2 separate regions of the Sus scrofa genome follow, and region 1 is linked to region 2. Evidence: chromatin contacts called from public HiChIP or PLAC-seq data. All regions are on one chromosome and are shown on one strand. The core of a region is the stretch at or near the end of the contact, and the rest is flanking DNA. Distances in the headings are between cores, read along the strand shown.

Region 1 (4,171 bases), core at 283-2,782, 200 kb after region 2:
GTGCATATACATATGTACATGGAGATGTTAATAACAGATCCTCTGATTATGATTAACTCCTGTAAACACATTATCAGGATGCCTCTTGGGCAGGACTGTGCATCCTCTGGCAAGCCCGTCAGAATAGAAGTCAAAGCTCCATCGTGTCCCTTTTCTTCAGCTCACCTGCTTTCCCAAAGCTACAGACAGAGGAAAGATAATTCTGTTAACCCTTAAAATGATTGACATGGTCAGGACAGCAGGAGACTGAATAGGAGGGTATTTACTTCAAGTCGAAGGAGGTGAGAAGCGGAGGGGGCGGGGAACACCGCTTTATGGCAATGAAATTCTTGGTACCAAAGATAGAGCGACTTACTGGCAAGGAGGCGCTGAGCTAGGATGGGTCATGTCCTGGAGAAGCAGCATGGCATTCTGTGATCCAAGAGGGAAGGAATGCCTTGCTCAGGAAGCCAGGTAAGGAGACGCTCTCATTAAAGCCGTGTGGGCAGAGCTGTGATTACAGACGAAATCAAGATGAAAACAAAAATCCACAGTGCCAGCTCCCTGCTGTGTGCCAGAACTTTCCCATGCTCCTTTTGTCCACTTAGTCTATCTGGGCAGTGATGTGGCCTTAAGGCTTTGTGGGGAAGAATAAAAAATTATAATTGTAAAGTGTTGCTGTTTTGAGTGACTTGCAGTATTACAAGAGCTGACCAGTTCTCACTCTCTCGCTCCTTAATTATGATGGGATGTTCTAACTTGAGAGGATATTTGTGTAACCGAGGGAGACATATTTATTGAGGAAAACATGGAAACTCTGTGTAAACATTCAGAAGAAAATTCTAATCATTTGTAATCCCATCACCCATATGTAACAAAGCTTAACATTTTATTGTGTAACTCACTAAACTTCTTTCTGTGGATATATACAGGTTTGGGTTTTTTTTTGTTTTTTTTGTTTTTTTTTTCTTTTTGCCTTTTCTAGGGGTTCCCAGGCTAGGGGTCGAATCACAGCTGTTGCTGCTGGCCTATGCCAGAGCCACAGCAATGCAGGATCCGAGCCACATCTGCGACCTACACCACAGCTCACTGGCAATGCTGGATCCCTAACCCACTGAGCAAGGCCAGGGATCGAACTCTCAATCTCATGGTTCCTAGTCAGATTCGTTAACCACTGCGCCACGACGGGAACTCCTGTTTGTTTCTTATAAACATAAAATCATTCTGTACAGGCTCTTTTGTTACTTGATTTCTCAAGTAACTCGATCAATTCAATATAATCCATGTCAACAGAAACCACTCACACAGCACCTTCATGTCTTCAGGGTACTCCATTGTATAGTACTTTCACTAGGTTGTTTTGTTTTTTGTTGTTTTTTTTTGGGGGGGGTCTTTTTAGGGCTGCACCCACAGCATATGGAGGTTCCCAGGCTAGGGGTTGAATTGGAGCTGTAGCCACTGGCCCACACCACAGCCACAGCAACATGGGATCTGAGCCTTATCTGCAACCTACATCACAGCTCACAGCAACGCCCGACCCTTAACCCACTGAGCAAGGCCAGAGATCGAAAACCACAACCTCATGGTTCCTAGTCAGATTCATTTCTGCTGTGCCATGATGGGAACTCCTCCTTTCACTAGTTATTTAGCCAATTTTCTACAGTTATGTAATTAGTTGCTTCCAAAAATGGAAGGCTAAAATGAATTTATCACATCTGTAGTTGTATAATGATAAATTCATTTGAGTAATTTAAAAAATGAAAAAAAATGGAAGGCTATAAATGCTGTACTAAACATTCTTGTTCACATATCTTTCCAAACATGTCTGATTATTTCTCTAGGTTCCTCCCTGTAGAAAGATTATTGGGTCAAGGAGTTTTCATGTATTTATGCTTTTTGATATATATTGTCAAGTGTTCTTCCTTGCCCTATAGATAAGTTACATCATTTAAATCTCCACCACCATTGTATAAATGTTCCTTTTCCCCTCATCTTCACCTGCACTAGGTCTTATCCTGCTACCTAACAAGTTGAACCATGGTATAAAGAATAGTGATGCATTTTATTTTTGATTTCTTACATATATAGTGAAGCTGAATATTATTTTACATGTACATTAGTTTCCTAGGACTACTGTAACAAAGTATGACACATGGGGTGGCTTAAAACAACAGAAATGGAGTTCCCATCATGTGGTTAAGGAACCAAACTAGTATCTATGAGGATTTGGGATCAATCTCTGGCCTCACTCACTGAGTTAAGGATCTGCCATTGCCACAAGCTGTGGCATAGGTCACAGATGCAGCTAGGATCCAGTGTTGCAGTGGCTGTGGCGTAGGCCAGCAGCTGTAGCTCTGATTCAACCCTCAGCCCAGGAACTTCCATATGCCACAGATGAGGCCCTAAAAAGAAAAATAATACAAAAAAAATAAAAAGGCTCTTTTCTTTAAAAAAAAGAAAAGAAAAGAAACTCCTTTTCCTTTAAAAAGTTTATATGATGGAATTCCCACTGTGGTGCAATGGGATGGGTGGTGTCTTTGGAGGCATGGGACACAGGTTCGATCCCCAGCCTTGAGCAGTGGATTAAGGATCCAGCATCGCCACAGCTGAAGCTTAGTCACAACTGGGGCTCGGAACTGATCCCTGGCCCAGGAACTCCATATGCCACCGGGCCAGGGGGAAAAAGAGAAAGCTCAAATGAAGCCAATTAAGCTTTATCTTGCCATGCTCCTTCCTTCCAGGCAGTCTTCCCAGCCTCCTTCACATCAATAAGCTGAGAAGAGGAAAACGCTGCCACAGGTCCCCAAAATTCAACCACTCTCCTCTCTAGAGGGAAAAACTGCCTTGGGGAAGGAGGCCTGCCCTGCTGCTCCTTCTATGGCCCGTCAGAATACTTCTGAGACACTGACCATGTAAATGGACAATGGCCAAGATTCTATTTTTATTTATTTATTTATTTTTTTACAAGAGCAGGTGCAACATATGAAAGTTCCCAGGCTAGGGGCCAAATCAGAGCAGCAGCTGCCAGCCTATACCTTGCCCTATAGATAAGTTACATCATTTAAATCTCCACAGCAATGCCAGATCCAAGCCATGTCTGCAACCTACACCACAGCTAATGGCAAGGCAGGATTGGATTCTTAACCCCCTGAGCGAGGCCAGGGATCAAACCTGAGTCCTCATGGCTACAGGTCAGTTTCGTTTTTGCTGAGCTACGACAGGAACTCTGACAATGGCCAAGATTTTAAAAATATAAAATAAAAAAGCAAAACTAAAATAAAAGGACAATGGCCAGACCATGTCTAAAAATGAAACTCTGACCCACAATCTGCAGCAAGCTGTCCGGGGAAATCAATCCCTTTATTGCCAATAAACAACCCAGGAAGCCACCCTGCTGGAAGTCAGATTTGTAGGAAGCCAGACTGCTATCTCCAGTGACAATCCAGGAGGGTAAACAGTAACTTCTACAATGATCAGCCCCAAATGACCAGAACTTGATCAATTTCTAAGCATCCCTAATTTTGGACAGCTTTTCTCAATTTTGTCCCCACTTCAAATTTAGGATAGCCTACAGAAAGCCAAATATGCACCCCTAACTAATCACACAGGATGCCCCGCTTCTATTTAGCCCACCAACGACTTCCCCAGGCCATCAGCTTCCTATTGGAGCATACCTGAAGCCTTCTCTTTTTTCCACTATCGAGTTTTCCAACTCCTTTGCCTGCCTTTGAGTCTCTGCCAAAACACAAGTCATGGCAGTTCCCACTGTGGCTCAGCAGTAATGGACACAACTAGCATTCATGAGGACAGGGGTTCGATCCCTGGCCTCGCTCAGTGGGTTAAGGATCCGGTGTTGCAGTGAGCTGTGGTGTAGGTCGAAGACACGGCTCAGATCCTACGTTGCTGTGGCTGTGCTGTAGGCAGGCAGCTGCAGCTCCAATTCAACCCCTAGCATGGGAATTTCCATATACCGCAGATGCAACCCTGAAAAAAAAAATTGCTCTTTCAATTATCAGTTGGATGCATAGAGGTTCATCTGGAGCTCTTCAACCAAGGTTGGTCATAGCAGAGCTTCTGTCTGTCACTCATTGTTAACACGAAGTTTAATCAAGGTGGCAGCAATGAACAAACTTCACCTCCTCCTATCATCCCAGACCTCCAGGGCCCCTTTATCCCACCCTCATCAGAATAT
Region 2 (4,314 bases), core at 781-3,280:
CTCTCTGTGTTCCAGAGAGCGGAATTAGAAGCACTGCCGTCCTTTCTGGAGGGCGGGCTGGGTTCCTGCTCTACCTTGAGGTGGGGGATCCCCCTTTCACAAGGTCTTTCTTCCTTTGCAGATGGTTTTCCCCTCTCCGCCACCCCCTTTTTCTTTTTCAAGTTCACAATCCAGGGATTCCCCTCTTTGCAGCTATTTAAATAGAAATAGGATGCTGGCAGGAGCAGCCTTGCAGGGATACCAGAGGGGGGCTGGCTGGGTGGCCCTGTGGCACACGCGTCCAGCTTTGAACTTCAGGTGAGAGGCCTCAGTGGCTGCCAAGCCTCCATCTGAGGTGTGTGTTGGCTTCCCCCAGCCACGGACTGTGGCGGCTGTCCCTGCAGCTATACTGTCCCACACAGGTGCTCCAGGGAGGGATTTCCTGTGTGTCTGAGGAGCTTGAAGCCTGCCAAGGCCACATGTTTCTGGAAGGCCTTTACACAGCCCAGCTTTTGCAGGCATGATCCCTGGGGGCTGGCAGTCTGGGACAGCTGGCCTTACAAAGATGGGACGGTCTGGAGTCTGGCGTCACACCCTTAACCCTTCTCAGCAGACCTTGCTCGTGGGGGGTGGGGCCCCTGGAGGCAGTGGGAAAATGCCCAGAGGCCTCAGAAGTGACCTGTGGAAGAGGCGGATCAAATGTGGAGGCTAGGTCTGCTGAATCTGTTGTCTGGGCTCATTTAGGGGATGAAAATGGTAAATACACACCTACCAGTGTGTCGTGACAGGCCATGGTCCAAGTAACTGTTGTGTGGGGAGGTAATAATTAAACACTATCTCGGGCACAGGAGGTAGACAGACTTGAGTTTCAATTTGGTTGCAGGGACTTCCCATCGTGGCGTAGTGGTTAACGAATCCGACTAGGAACCATGAGGTTGCAGGTTCCATCCCTGGCCTTTCTCAGTGGGTTAAGGATCTGGCGTTGCCGTGAGCCGTGGTGTAGGTCACAGATGCAGCTCAGATCCCATATTGCTGTGGCTGTGGCGTAGGCTGGTGGCTACAGCTCCGATTCGACCCCTGGCCTGGGAACTTCCATCTGCCGCGGGTACAGCCCTAGAAAAGACAAAAAAAAAAAAAAAGTTATTAAAAAAAGAAAGAAAGAAATGAATTTGACTGCAGGAGCTTGGGCAAATTTCACAACCTCTCTAAGCCTCAGTTTCTTCATCTGTAAAATTGGGTGTTTCCATGGGCTGGACCAAAAGGCAGGGGAGCCGGGAGGTGCCCTATATTGTGGGTTATAGTGAAGACTAAATAAGATAATCCCTGTAAAAAGCCTGGTGCTAAGCCTGGGATTGGCACCTGCCCAATAAGTGGTACCCACCCACCTGAGAAGGGAAAGAGGCCTGACCTTGTCTTCTTGATTTGGGACCCTCTTAGGGAAAGCAGAGGCTTCACCTCCCATCACAGGGTCTCCACTGAAGATTGCAGAGAGAGCCCAGAGCACTAAGAAGTTGTTTTCCATGGGATATAAGGGTATAGAAAGGAACCATTCTTCTCATATTGCTTCAATTATGAATAAAAACCCAGTGTCTTTCATCTGTGGATCATGGTGGTTTTGCAAACTCTAATTAGTTCTCCAAACATCTTTGCAAGTCTGGCGGCTGGGAGCATCCAGGTGAGGAGCAGAGGGGATGAAGGAACTCGCTCTGAGGCTGGGGCAGTTCCCCCTCAGCCCCGTACCCCCCCATACACACCCCCGCCGCCGCCGCCACCGCACTCCCTGGAGACTGGTGAGTGGCTCTGTTCTGTCCTGGCTGCAGTCAGGCAGTGTTTGCTTTCTTGTGGCAATTTTGTTTAAGCAAAGGTTGGTGTGGAGTCCAGACACTGTAGTGACTGGTGGGATACGGGGCCAGGGAGGAAGGTGGGAAGTCAGTTTGTTCTTTCAGGGATGGTTTGTGACAAGCCAGTGGCACTTCCTCTCAAGAGGTATGCAGAGCATTCCTTTCGGTACCGCAGGTCACTGGCTACCTTTGACCCAGAGTGGTTTGTGGCAGTGCCAGCAAAGGCAGATGGTGACAAGTTCCCAGCTGACTGTGTGGAACCACTCAGATTTTTCCTGCCTTTGGAAGGAAAGCCTCACTTTAACGCTTGGTGCGTGGATTACAAACCTGGCCTCCCAGATCTGCCCAGGGGACCCCCAAGAGCGTGCTTCCAAAGTTCGTGACTGTTCAGAGAAAGACAAATGTCATATGAGATCAGTAATATGTGCAATCTAGTAGAAATGATACAATAGAACTTACAAAACAGAAACAGACTCAAAGATTTCGAAACCAAACTTATGTTTACCAAAGGGGAAACGGGGGGGGGGGGTTAAATGAGGAGGTTGGGATTGATATATGCACACTATTACATATAAAATGGACGGGTAACAAGGAACAACTGTATAGCCCAGGGAAATTTACTCCATACAGTGTAATAACTGATATGGGAAAGGAATCTGGAAAGGAAAGGATATGTGTATACATATAACTTATTTATTTTGCTTAATGCCTGAAATTGACACAGCTTTGTAAGTCAACTATATTCCAATAAAATTTTTTTTCAAATGAACCAAAACAAAAACAGGAGTTCCCATTGTGGCACAGCGGGACCGGCAGTGTTTCTGCAGCACCAGGACGCAGATTCGATCCCTGGCCCAGCACAGTGAGTTAAGGATCCCGTGTTGCTGCACCTGTGACTTGGATCTGATCCCTGGCCCAGGAACTCCATATGCCACAGGATGGCCAAAAGAAAAAGTGTCTGTTGAGCGGCAAGAAAGAATTGTTCGGGGCAGATGTGTGATTTTACTACCTTTCTCTCCTCGTCCCCCACCCCATTTTGTCCCCCCACCCACCCACCCAACTCCAGCCCAGATGAGTGGTTCAACACTCTGTAGGAATATTTGGGAAATCCAGGCCAGGCCTGCAGTAAAAGCAGTCTGAAGTTTCTGAGATGTTTCTCATGTCAAGAGCCTAAACGAAAGTTGTGAGCAAATTGCTTTATCTGTCCAAGCGTGTTTCTTCCTTGAGAGTCAAGGGCTTCTGTGTCTACACTCTGAGTAAAAGGGGAAAGGAGCCCTCACAGCATGCACGGCCGGGGCAGGGGGCACTGATCCTGAGCACTGGGGTGGGGGGGCGGGTCACAGCGCAGAAGTTTGCCTGTCTTTGTCGTTTCCGGGCTACCCCACAGGTGGCACAGCCTCTGTATGGCCATCCCAGCATCTTTTTTCAGAGTTCAGTTTTAGGAAGTCATTCTAACTTAGTTCATGCTGATTGCATAACGCATAGAGGTTCCTTCTTCCGTTTCCAGAAATCTCCAGTACTGTAACGTGCAGACACATAAGGTCATCTGCTGGCAGGGGCACCCTCATGGGTATGCAACCCTTGTGGTCGCAGATCCTTGGGCTCAGGTGGCCTTGGGGACTAACACCAGGATGCTGCAGTCTTGAAATTCTGAACAGTTTTGTCTTTGCATTGGTATCTTGTGAGTGAAGTTCCCTGGGACAGTGGAATATGAGGGGGCTGGGGAGGGGGCACTCGGATCCTGTGTTCCCAGCTACTGCCACCTCCCTGCCTCTTCTGGGTGGATTCTTGCCCCTGCCACTCAGGAAGTTGACACAAGAAAGGTTGGAGTGAGGTGCAGGTACCCCCACGGCATCTTGGGCAGGGCGTGGTGACAACCTCCCCATCCAGGCTGGCAGCCCCGCTGCATTTCCTTGGATGAGGGATGGGGTGAGCTTCTCCCCTCCCCCATCCAGCTTCCCAGGGTGGATGTTGCAGCACCCTCGGGGGGATCACTGCCCACCTTGGGTGGGGTCAACTGACTTCTGGGAAGAAGAAACCCCTGACCAGTCTTCCCTCCCTCCAGCTGGGTCACACACATCCATCCCCTCGCTGGCCGAGGGGAAAACCCGTAGTTGATGGTCACATGCGCACTTGTGCACTGTCCCTGGGGCCCGGGGGCCCTCCAAGGGGCCGTGCTCCGCCCCCACCCCCTACTGCAAGTCGTGTCATACCTCAAAGACAGCCAGACCAGAAAGAACAAATAAAATACATCCTGACGCACGCAACAGCGTGTATGTACTTAAAGCCGCTGAACTGTACTCTCAAAAAGAGTTAAAATAATAATTGCTGTGTATATTTTACCACATACTTATAAAGTGTTTAAAAACAAAAACAAAAACGAAACAAGAAGCACCATGACACTTGGAGAAAGACAGGCAGGGAACAGCTTCACATTGTATTCACCCTAAGAGGTCCCTTTTCCCTGCTTTTTGAACCAAGGGTCCCACATACT

Evidence for each region. HiChIP or PLAC-seq counts read pairs in DNA pulled down with a chosen protein or histone mark.
Region 1: an H3K27ac HiChIP or PLAC-seq map of alveolar macrophages shows a contact between it and region 2. The contact joins two enhancer-like sites. A contact is called at or near these places in 1 of 47 Hi-C or Micro-C datasets (liver) and 1 of 2 datasets of contacts at active chromatin or transcription factors (alveolar macrophages).

Annotation. Positions count from the first base shown.
Region 1 is chr3:72,181,694-72,185,864 of Sscrofa11.1, forward strand. No RefSeq gene overlaps it. Among named protein-coding and RNA genes, the nearest start is that of FAM136A, 7.1 kb to the right of the region's middle. Within about 2 kb of position 1,533, at least 1 of the 83 cell types and tissues checked has an H3K27ac peak or open chromatin away from gene starts, as enhancers often do. A contact at or near this core is called in alveolar macrophages, where this site is marked.
Region 2 is chr3:71,978,656-71,982,969 of Sscrofa11.1, forward strand. The region is part of intron 1 of TGFA (transforming growth factor alpha); the gene reads left to right. Among named protein-coding and RNA genes, the nearest start is that of TGFA, 32 kb to the left of the region's middle. Within about 2 kb of position 2,031, at least 10 of the 83 cell types and tissues checked have an H3K27ac peak or open chromatin away from gene starts, as enhancers often do. A contact at or near this core is called in alveolar macrophages, where this site is marked.